Regions from separate parts of the Hordeum vulgare genome. Here region 1 is linked to region 2. Evidence: chromatin contacts called from public Hi-C data. All regions are on one chromosome and are shown on one strand. The core of a region is the stretch at or near the end of the contact, and the rest is flanking DNA. Distances in the headings are between cores, read along the strand shown. Region 1 holds the start of LOC123426916 (ATPase GET3B-like). Region 2 holds the start of LOC123426908 (ATP-dependent RNA helicase SUV3L, mitochondrial).

The links. Hi-C and Micro-C count contacts between places; a contact is called where the count stands out from the background.
Region 1: a contact with region 2 is called in a Hi-C map of seedling, with 9 times the contacts expected there. The contact joins the promoter of LOC123426916 here to the promoter of LOC123426908 in region 2. A contact is called at or near these places in 1 of 6 Hi-C or Micro-C datasets (seedling) and 1 of 1 datasets of contacts at active chromatin or transcription factors (embryo).

Annotation. Positions count from the first base shown.
Region 1 is chr2H:511,501,361-511,507,692 of MorexV3_pseudomolecules_assembly, reverse strand. LOC123426916 (ATPase GET3B-like) reads right to left here and starts at 4,798. Exons shown (of 11, transcript XM_045110825.1): 1 at 4,654-4,798; 2 at 4,097-4,305; 3 at 3,948-4,007; 4 at 3,584-3,679; 5 at 2,944-3,015; 6 at 2,780-2,848; 7 at 2,617-2,682. The coding sequence starts at 4,762. TRNAL-CAG (a tRNA gene) reads left to right here and starts at 4,943; the gene lies at 4,943-5,023.
Region 2 is chr2H:510,720,230-510,725,965 of MorexV3_pseudomolecules_assembly, reverse strand. LOC123426908 (ATP-dependent RNA helicase SUV3L, mitochondrial) reads left to right here and starts at 3,024. Exons shown (of 3, transcript XR_006622331.1): 1 at 3,024-5,285; 2 at 5,456-5,566.

The sequences.
Region 1 (6,332 bases), core at 3,549-6,048, 780 kb before region 2:
TGAAAAGTCCGTGGAGTTGCATGTGTTATGCTCACTTGCACATTCGCATAAACACGAGACTAGTTTCAGGGTCCCAGCAAAGCATAATTCAGGAAAGTTCCCAAACAAGTTTCAACAGCTGGTACAAAAATCTGTGCTTCCTACATCAATGTGGATGCGCACTGTATTTATAGTGTTTATTTTCTTTAACTATTTGAATTCAATACCAACATGTAGTCAAAAGGCATTGTGACCAACATGTAGTCACAACAAAAAGGACACTGCAGTTCTCACAATGCACCAACATTTTGTAGTCAAAAGGCCTTGTGACCTGTAGCATGCACCGCCTAATATCTCATATGGAACTCATTTGGGCATTTCAGCAATATAAAGAAATTAACTAAAGATATTTCTAAGTAATATTACATGAGCAAAAAGAGCGTGGAGGGTTTCAAAACAGGAAACAAACCGGCACAAAAGTATTTGGCCTTATAATGGGTATTCTAATTGTCCAAGAAAAAAAAAAGGCGAGTTGAACCTAACAAAGGGGGTTGTTTGGCTTCCTTTTCTCTTTCTACAATTAAAATTCGTGACAATAAGTCCATAGCCCAGTTTAATGCTTACACCGCATGGAAAAATCTTAGCTTGATGCAGTTTGTAGCTTTAGCCCACATAAAAAAACAACTCCGGGGAAATCTTAAAGAACCACTATGGTTGCACCACTTGCATGGCATGGGTGCAAAGTTTAGTCTCACATGGAGGGGAATTGATATCAACATACAAGGGACTCTCGGTCTCTCACTCCTCCTAAGAGCTTGAGAAGAGGACTGATCTCTGTTTTTTAGTCGCTCGACTCGACTAGTCTACGAGTCGCACTTCCAGGGTCGACTCAACCTCTCGACTCGACTCTTGGGATGAGTCGAGCGACTAGTCTCGACTAGTCGTGGTTTCTGGGTCGAACGACTCATTTTTGGGGGGCCCACCTGTCATATGTTTTGTTTACTGTATTTGCTTGCACATCCCCCCTGGAAACCTAGATCGAACCAGTCCCTCCTGACCCAATCCTCTCCTTGGCAGCCGCCGCTACCCCTGGTTTGCTGCTCGCCCACTCCTCCCCTCCTCCCCTGGTTGCTGCTGCTGCTGCTGTTCTGCTCCTCCCCTCCTCCCCTGGTTGCTGCTGCTGCTGGTTTGCTCCTCCCCTGGTTGCTGCTGCTGCTGGTCTGCTCCTCCCCTGGTTGCTGCTGCTTTACTCACGTCGACTCGTCGACCATGAGTCTAGACTAGTCACGACTAGTCTAGAGAGCCGAGCCGAGCCAAGCTCAGACCCATGTCAAGTGTGCGTTTTATTTTTGCCGGCTGGAATGGCCAGTGTGCTGCAAAAGAATTCTCACAGGTTCAATGGAAAGAATGTGGTCGTTCAAACTGCGTTCAGAACAGTGAGACACAAGATGGTTTTCATTTGACAAAGCTTGAAGTGCACACCTGTAAACGGGTTCGATTTCAGGGCAGCAACAAAGCCTTGTAATTGAAAATTGGCTAAACAAATAAGGTTTTAGGATTGTTGGAATAAGTAGGAAATTTATAATTAAACCAACCCAGATTAATACCATGACAACTGTGCTAGCAATATTAATCATACTGTAAACTAGGCATGCGAGTTACGTACAAAACATAGAACTCGCATGGCTATAAAATTCGCATAAATAGCATTCACATGAACGGAAAAGAGGTGAAAAGACATACAATCTAGTCAAGCTGTGGCAGTCATGCTGGTGTCGGCCATGGCGAGATCGGCAATGTCAAAGTCGTGGAAGTAGTCTCGGTCATGGAAGTAGACAAACGAAGGTGAGCAGTCGTAACGACACAATCCCCAAAAAACTTATCACCCTCCACCCGATACAGGTTCATGAAGGCGCATTTCCGGAACCCTGCTCTTCCGTTCAGCCAAGATGAGCGAGAGGAACGGTGAAAGTGGTGCGAGCGGGCAGATGGTAGGTGCACTCTGATGGGTGACTGTTAGGGTTGCCGAAGTACTCTCTTTATAGTCGGTGGGGTAAGATGATGGGATAAACCCACATCCGAGTCGGTAACAGCCCACCATCGAACAAACCGGAAATGGCTGTTACTAATGCATCTACTAATGACTCGTAACTAATAATAAATAATTATGAACTCTAACCAGCAACCTAAAAAACAGACACTTAGCATGCATCTAAGCCCAGCTCGACGAAACACGACGCGGACGTGTGTTACATGGCATGACGAGGCAGGCGGCAGCGGCAGAGGAGGAGAGTGCGTGTATCGGTCTTCTTCTCAATCTATTAGCAGGAGTGAGAGAGAGTCCCTTATATGTTGGTCTCAACTCCCCTCCACTCTCCATGTGGGACTAAACTTTGCACCTATGCCATGCAGTAAGTAGGCCTTTGAAATTTTCAAGGAATTATTTTCTTATATGAGCGAAAGCCCACAAACCAAAACAGTATTTCCCTGTCGCTGTTCCTTAATAATTACTACTTTGATCACCATTACATAAATATCTCAAGAAAAAAACATGCGCAAACACATACTCTATCAAGCGAAGTTCATGTAACCAGGATAAAGCTATAAGAAGCGGTTAGTGCTTGCGGCAAAGCTCACCTTATTGGCCATACCAAGGAGCTTTTCCATTAAAGTTGTAGCAGATAAAAGGTTAAGTGTATGCCCCTGTGCAGTATATAAGTATAATAACTCAATTAGAAGTGAAAGAAGCAGAAATAGAATAAACTTGGATTCAAGGCAAGGCAAAGTGAAGTGTGCATACAGTGGCCGGGGTATCCAAAACTATGCGCCTAAATTTATTGCTCTCTTGCAGTTCAACAATTTGTACCAGCTGCAAGGATACGCTTCAGGTGATGACTAAACTTTACAAAGAGTCTATGTAACGAATAATAAATTCACCACCAAAGTGTAAACTTTGATTGGTACCTTAGAAATTGCAACGGCTTCTCCAAGTCCAGGAGTTTTCATCAGCATTTCATGCAGCTTATTCTTTCCCAGCTTTAAAGGCCAGACATCATGGGTATAAGTAATGTTAACTAGTAGGATATTAATACAAAAGCATGCCTCTTCTCGAAGAAATAGCAAACAAAAAATAAGTTTATGGTACTCTGTCTGATCAGACAATGTTGAATAAAAAATGCATGTGAAATAGTCGGCCAACTGACCAGTGGTATGCAAATATGGTGTAGGTGTGCTACATAATAAGGTATATAAGCATATGAAACCAACTCGTGTCCAAAGTCCAAACTCAAGACACATCATTATCTAGGTGTGTTGCAAATCAAGAAAATGGCAGTGCAAGAACAAACATACATGTAGCCTATGGCATATACGATTTAAGCATCAATGTAGTTGCAAATAAAAAGGAACTTTACTGACAATGCCATTGTTCAACTGGAAATTGGAGATGGCCAATAAAAGGACTCAAAATGGCTAACAGAAATTACATGCAACTTTAGTCTGACATACTCAAATGTTCTCATTTCTCAATGAACTGTGACACTGGAAATCAACTAAAATGCAAGATGGGGAAGCAAAAAAATAAGATTTCCAAGGTAATGTTTACCGGATCAGCAAGAACTCCAAGCCCTATCTTGTCCAGTATATTACGGATAAAAGATCCACCATTAGAAGATTCCTCTTTTGTATTAACATGGCCAATCTGTAAAGAAACAAGTTCCATCCATCATCAAAGAACAAGCATGACCAGAATTGGATCCTCTACATGACTTCATGAAGTGTACAAGCATGGCAGAACACAGTTTCAACTACGAAATGGAAAACATCGACTTCTTACATTCACTACCTCCAGGATCATAAAAGGTTTTTGTTTTATGATTGGACACCTAATGGTGGATATGCGCACCGACCAGATAAAACTGAAGGATGGAACGGGATATTGCAAACCATTCCAGTGCAACTGCTCCTACCTCGGCAGCAAAAAGAGAGTCAACTCCATTGACAGGTACGATATTACCGCCACTCAGGTCCTACAAAGAGAAAATGCAAGACATTCAAAAGAGGGGCTAAAGAAATAATCCCACTAGCATTTTGCATAACAATACAAGAGTTCAGATACTTGTTCAAATGTATCACCCAGTGAGTGTGCTGGGTGCATAGAAACTATGAGCGTCGGTTCACCACGGTTGGCAAACTTCATAGCAAGCGATGCCGCCATGCTTGTTGTCCCAACACCACCTTTGCCTCCAAGCACGTAGTACCTCTGTGTGCCGGCAACCATCTCACCGAATCCGCCATTAACCTCCACCAGACTGGAATTGCATCTTGCTGTAAAAAAAATTCAGAAATAGCACTATTAGCGTGTCCCTTGTGCTTCAGAGCAGCAGTCTGGTTTTAAGCTATCAAATCTAGAATTCAGTAGAGAAGTCACAACCGATCATGGCTCAGAAATCAGTACGATACAGATTCCAGGCATTGTCCAAGCTCGCACAACACAACGCAACATTTATCCCACAAGGAGAAATTGATTGGCATGCAGACTCTAATATCCATAACATGACAGCAACCAAACAGACCAAGAACTACAACTAGCAGCGAGTAAATATTCATTCATTTGATTCTTGTTACATGAGAGGTGGGAGAGGCGAGGGGGAGAGGTTGGACAGGAGGGCAAACCTTGGGTGCTCCGGTGGGCCACGAGGGGCTCCACCGCCGGCGGCGTAGAGAGGCGGCGGCAGGCAGCGAGGGTGAGGCGCCGAGCCGTAGGGTTCAGGAGAGCTGCCATTTGGGCTATAGGGCTCTTGGGTTGGCCGGGCTGGGGAGGGGACCGGGACTGGGTTCAGGTCTTTACGAATTGGGAGTCTTTCTCTCAGAAAAAAAAGAACGAATTGGAAATCTAAAGAAAGCTTGCAGCTATGCAACTGCATGAAAAAATGATTGAAAGTTTGAAATTATTTTACAAAAAGTCAAGATGGCCGAGTTGGTCTAAGGCGCCAGTTTCAGGTACTGGTCCGAAAGGGCATGGGTTCAAATCCCATTCTTGACATTTTTTTTCTCTTATGTACGAATGGTAAAAAAAATTCATTGTAATAAGTGTTTTATTTATATCATAAAAATGATCAACGATGATATCTATATCACTCATTCCTACATGTTATATTATAGTTATGATTATTCAATTCTTGACATTTTTTTTCTCTTTGTGTCATAAAATATGTCGAATATGTACGGATGGTAAAAAGAAATCATTGTAATAAGTCTTTTATTTATATCATAAAGATGATCAACGATGATATCTATATCACTCATGCCTACATGTTATATTATAGTTATGATTATTCAATTCTTGTATGCATGTTGTATTCCATAGGTAATATTCCTTTTGTCTCATAATATAAGAATAATAAGTGATATCTATATCACTATAATATCAAAAACTTTTTATATTATGAGATGAAGGAAGTAGATGAATAGCACCCAAATAGTTGCATATGTGCAATTAAAGCTTCATTGACATTCTATATCTCTTTTATCCACTTTCCTTCTCTTTTCCCTCCTCTCTCTCTCTCAATCACTAAGGGACAATTCTTTTGGGCAGCTTTAAAAATAAGCTGCCTCTTCATGGCTTGAAAAAAATGCTTTCTTAATTTATTGAGTCTTCTAAATTAGTTATTTCATAATTAATTTAGAAGCCTTGATAAATGAGGCAAACGGCTTATGGAGAAAGTTGGGCAGGAGGTGGCTTATTTTGTTACGTCGTCGAAAGAATTGGCCTTAAGATTGGGAGTTGCTGAAAATTCATAGCTTATGTGCTATCCAAATTCCTTTCTTAATATGTTTTTTCTCTTAGTGTCATAAAATACGAGGAACACACAAAGATGATATATCTCCAACATAACCACCCAACGTTCCTTCGATATGTGCGGATAAAATTATAGTAGTGCATGGTCTGTTGCCGCTAACTAAGGTTTGGGTCAAGTTTTCATCTTGCATATGCATCTTCCATTAGAAAGTGCACTTCTACACCCGAGCTCAAATGAGCTCGGGCGAACAGTTAATTCAAAACATGTTTAAATTTTTTTTAAAAAATTCTGATTTTTTTATAGTAAACTTTGAAATGTGTTCTAATAGCTTGCAAAATTTCAGTACGAAATCACATTTTTTGAAGTCGTTGTCAAAAAAACAAAATTAGTGCTTCAAAATGCTTTTGAAAGTAGCATTTTCAGAGTTTTGATTTTTTTTTGCCACGACTTCCACAAATGCTATCTCATGATGTAATTTTACAAGCACTTAGAACATTTGTCAAAGTTTACCCAGAAAAATTCAGATTTTTTGAACATTTTTATAATAGTTTT
Region 2 (5,736 bases), core at 1,775-4,274:
ACATCGTGGTTCATCCGATGAGATCATCGTGGAACATGTGGGAGCCACCATGGGTATCCAGACCCCGCTGATGGTTATTGGCCGGAGAGGTGTCTCGGTCATGTCTGCATGCCTCACGAACCCGTAGGGTCTACACACTTAAGGTTCGATGATGCTATGGTTATAGGGATTTGTTGTACGAGGTTACCAAAGGTTGTTCGGAGTCCTGGATGAGATCCCGGACGTCACGAGGAGCTCCGGAATGGTCCGTAGGTAAAGATTGATATATGGGATGGATGGTTTTGGATGCCGGAAATGTTTCGGGCACCACCGGCAATGTGCCGGGACCACCGGAAGGGTCCCGGGGGCCCACCGGGAGGGGCCACCAGCCCCGGGAGGCTACATGGGACAAGTGTGAGAGGGAACTAGCCCCTGGGTGGGTTGGCACGCCCCCCCCACACCCAGCCCAGGCACACCAGAGAGGGAAGGGGGGAACCCTAGCGCTGGTGGGCCTAAGGCCCACCTAGGGGTGCGCCATCCCCTCTCCTCCCCTAGCCGACGGCCAGCCCCTCCCATCTAGCGCTGCGCACCCTTTAGGGGTGGGAACCCTAAAGGGTGCGCCCCCTCCCCTTCCCCCTATATATAGTGGAGGTTTTGGCCATTGGAGATACACAATTCTCTCTCTCGGCGCAGCCCTGCTTCTCCTCTCCCTCCTCTCCCACGGTGCTTGGCGAAGCCCTGCTGGGAGACCTCGTAGCTCCATCGCCACCACGCCGTCATGCTACCGGAGTTCTTCCCCAACCCCTCCCTCCTCCTTGTTGGTTCAAGGTGCATGAGACGTCACCGGGCTGCACGTGTGTTGAACACGGAGGTGCCGTGGTTCGGCAGTAGATCGGAATCACACCGCAATCTGAATCGCAGCAAGTACGACTCCATCAACCGCGTTCTAACAATGCTTCCGCTTAGCTATCTTCAAAGGTACGAAGATGCTCTCACCCCTCTCTTATTGTTGGTTTCTCCATAGGAAGATCTATGTATGGCGTAGGAAAAATTTGAACTTTTGCTACGTTACCCATCAGCAACCTGTTCGACGGAATGTCGTCCGCCGTCGACGAGGACTACATGCAGAACTTGATCTTCAAGGGTGATGCGTCGGCCGCTGGCTACGATCCCGACGAGACACAAAGCCAGGACGGACAAGGAGCGTTCACACCGTCCACCTTTGATCAAGATTAGGCGGCCTTCATGTGTGATCAGGTCGGCATGGACCTGGACGACTTCTCACTCGAGCACGAGTTTTCGGAGGACTACGTGCAAGAGGAAGATGACAAGTGCGACATTGAAGGGGAGCCTTTGTTCGAGGATGAGCTCGCCAACCAAGTCGCCTGGGCGAAGCCCAAGCGCAAGAGCAAGCGGACCAAGGCATACACGGCGGCCGAGGACAAGCTTCTTTGTGAGTGTTGGAGATACATTGGGCAAGACCCCAAGACGGGCGCCGAAAAAAAGCATTCAACTTTTTGGATTCGTGTCCACCGTGAGTTCCATGATCGTAATAAGTTTTCGCCGTACCAAATAGTAAGCACGCGCGGGTGGGTGTCCATTTCGAAGCGATGGAGGGTGGTCCAACAAGAGTGCAACAAGTTTTGTGCCACTCTTGAGAGCGTCAAGGACCGACCCGTGAGTGGCATCGACATGCAAGACATGGTATGCTAGCAAGACGCCCTCTTTTGTGTCATCAAGTTTATGTTTGCGTGTTCATTTGCATACCATTTGCCAATATGCTTGCATGAAATACATTTGTAGGCATTAAGCTTTGGAGGTATTCAAGGTCCAACACAATGGCAAGTGCTTCAACCTCTCCCATTGCTTTAGGGTCATCAAAGATGAGGATAAGTTCAAGGCGCAATATGCCTCCCTCAAGTCGCGTGGGGGGAAGCAAGCCACGGAGGAGGTTGGGGACGGCGAGAAGGCATGGCCGCGGGGGAAGACCAACTCCAAGAAGGAGGACAAGCGGGATGCGGTGTCGAACGCCTTGATCGCAAGTGTGGAGGGCATGAAGAGCAAGAACGACTCAAGGGAGGAGGAGCGCCGACGTTACAAAGAAGAGCAAATGAACGCCTTCATGGAGATCCAAAGGAGGAGGCTTGAGATGGACGCGGAGAAGCAAACCAAGATGCTTGAGATGGAGGCGGAGAAACAAGCCAAGACGCTAGAGATCAAGGTCGCCAACGCCAAGACCAAGGCAAAAAAAGTGGTTCTCGCGAGCATGATGACCAGGATGGAGATCATGAAGGTGGATCTCAACACCGTGTCACCAAGGAAAAGGCCGTGGTTCAAGAAGATGCATGCCGACATGCTCAAGTTCGACAACGAGGGATCTATGGCGGTGAGCGCCATCTTTTTTTGTATGCCAGCAGGTGTGCTCGCATGACCACGGGGCCGCGATGGCGTGGTCGAACTCAAGTCCCACTCTTTTTTTGTGTGCTGGCATGTGTGCCGGCCGCTGGCGAGTGCGCCAGGATGAACAGTGTGATGATGTTTTTTGAAGCCATCATTGTATGTCGACGCTCGTATGGTGCGGGCATGAGACATGGCCGCTGTCATGATCTATGACCGCGGCCCTTTTTAAAAAATTGTATGCGGACATGAAATGAGTCGGTGTGTTGGACGCACCGACGATCCAAATCTAAAATAGGACGGACGCCGGGTAGGCGGCCGATCCAAACGAACAAAAAACGGACAAAAGCGTCATCCGTTTGGATCGGTCCGTTGAAGTTGCTCTATAGAAACTATGAATAAAAATGACATTTTGCGTCTTTACAACATTTTCATTTTTGGTACCCAAAATAGTTTTACTTTTAGATGTCATGACTTACTTTAAAAAAAATAGATGCCTTGCGATAATCAGTTGATTCGTTTTTTAGGGTAGACCGGTAGATGCTTTCTTTGAGCAAGCTATTTTAGGGTAAATCAATCATCACATTCTCCACGCAGTCGTTGCCCCGCGACGTGGTTCGTTTGAAGCCCACCTATCTCCCCGCCGTCCGCTCCGAGCCCACTTTGGCCCACGATCCCGACCAGGGCCGCCCGCCTATCGCGCGCCGCCTCCCCCTCTTCCCTTCTTCCACCCCATGCCGCCGGCCGCCGCCGTCTCGTAACCCAAACCGACCCATGGCCGCCGCCATCGCTGCCTCGCTTATCCGCCGCACCACCTCGTCGCCGTACCGCCGCCTTCTCCTGCCCACGTTCTCCCACCTCCACCGCCCTGCCCCCCAACCTCCATCTCCATGGCTCCCATCCCAAAATCGCTTCCTCTCGTCCGACGCAACCGCGGACCCTGATCGGAAGCTGCCTCCGCTTGACCCGAAGCAGCTATGGCGCGAGCTCTCCACCGCCGAGCCTGCGACGGGCTCGTCGCGCCTCCCGAAGGCCACGTGGGACGACGTGGTGGCCCTCACCCGCCGCTTCGCCAAGGATCCCGCCATTGCCGACCAGGTCCTCGCGCTCTACATCCCCTCCTCAGAGTTTCCCACGTACGCTCGGCACTTCCGCCACTTCATGCCTGAGCGCCTCTCCCAAGAATCCGCCGAGCGGCTCCTTTCTCTCCCGGGCGAGGACGCGCACGCCCTCCTCCTCCCAGCCTTCGCCGAGTACTGTCTCAACTATCATGCGGATAAGCTGAGGCAGAACAAGTCCGTCATGGCTGCGGCCGACCTCACGGCGCCGCACACCTGGTACCCGTTCGCCCGCGCCATGCGCCGGCGGGTGGTGTACCATTGCGGGCCCACCAACAGCGGCAAGACGCACAACGCACTCGCACGCTTCAGCGCCGCCAAGTCCGGTGTGTACTGCAGCCCGCTCCGGCTCCTTGCCATGGAAGTGTTCGACAAGGTCAATGCACTCGGTGTCTACTGCACCCTCCGCACTGGCCAGGAAGTAAAGGAAGTTCCCTTCTCCAACCATGTTGCTTGCACTATTGAGATGCTGTCCACGGAGGAGCTCTACGAAGTCGCCGTGGTTGATGAGATACAGATGATGGGTGACTCTGTCAGGGGCTATGCATGGACACGTGCTGTTCTTGGGATCAAGGCAGATGAGATACATCTCTGTGGTGACCCTAGTGTGCTCAAGATTGTTCGTAAGATATGTGCAGATACTGGAGATGATTTGGAGGTGCATCAGTATGAGCGGTTCAAGCCACTTGTTGTCGAGGCGAAGTCGCTACTTGGAGACCTCAAGAATGTTCGCTCTGGTGATTGCATTGTTGCCTTCTCACGCAGAGAGATATTTGAGGTGAAGCTGGCAATTGAGAAGTTTACGAAGCACAAGTGTTGCGTCATATATGGAGCCTTGCCACCGGAGACAAGGCGCCAGCAAGCAAAATTGTTCAACGAACAGGATAATGAGTATGATGTGCTTGTAGCGAGTGATGCGGTCGGTATGGGTCTGAACCTTAACATTAGGAGGGTTGTGTTCTATAGCCTGTCCAAGTACAACGGGGACAGGATGGTACCTGTTGCTGCTTCACAGGTAAAACAGATAGCTGGGCGTGCTGGTCGGAGGGGAAGTGTTTATCCAGATGGACTCACAACCACTTTCTTGTTGGATGATTTGGATTATTTAATTCAGTGCCTGCAACAGCCGTTTGAGGAGGCACAAAAAATTGGTCTTTTTCCTTGCTTCGAACAAGTGGAAATGTTTGCCAGTCAGTTCCCCAATCTCACTTTCACTGACTTGTTGGATAAGTTCCGTGACAATTGCCGCATCGACAAGACATACTTCATGTGCCAGCAGGATGGTATCAAGAAGGTTGCTAATATGCTCGAGAGGGTCCAGGGTCTCTCCCTCAAGGATCGCTACAATTTTTGTTTCGCACCAGTTAATATAAGGGATCCGAAAGCCATGTACCATCTTCTGAGATTTGCTACTCATTACAGCCAGATCCGTCGTGTTAGCATTGCCATGGGAATGCCAAAGGGTTCGGCAAGGAATGACACTGAACTGCTGGATCTCGAGACGAAGCACCAGGTCCTGTCGATGTATTTGTGGCTGTCACACCATTTTGAAGAAGATAACTTTCCTCATGTGCAGAAAGCTGAGGAAATGGCAACGAACATTGCTGATTTGCTTGGCAAGTCACTTGCCAAGGCATCGTGGAAGCCTGAATCAAGACAACAAACAAAGCAGAGGCGAGAAGAAAAAGAGGAGAGTGACAGCAATGCTGAACAGGTGTCAGATGACGATGCAAAGAATGTTTCCAAAGTTGGTTATGAAAGGACGAGGCCGCTTCCTAAAACATTTCCAAGGTAATATAGCTCTAGGCCGCATCTTTTCACACATATGGTGATTGTTTGTGGAGATTTTTTCTTTCTTATTGTCATGTAGTAGATGTCATATTTGCTTTTCTTGTATAAAAATACTTATCTTTCTGATAACTAGAGACTAATAATGAAGAATTCCATCCCACCTAATGCAGTTAAGTTATACTATGGAATTTATTTGGCTTCACTTTGGGTCAGAAGAAACATGAGAGAACACTATGCTTTAATTCCATACGACCGCTGGCAAGTGAGTTTGTGAACTCTAGGTATTCCCGTTCTTTATTGTTAAAGTAACTACAATCCCAATGCCAAATTATAATAATTCAAGTGATCGTAAACTTAACTTCCAGTTGGCAAAATCAATCTCTTCAAAATGGATTTGAGATAATAGTTTTAAGTTGAATTTATATTGCTTCAAATGTTAAATTGTTCCTGA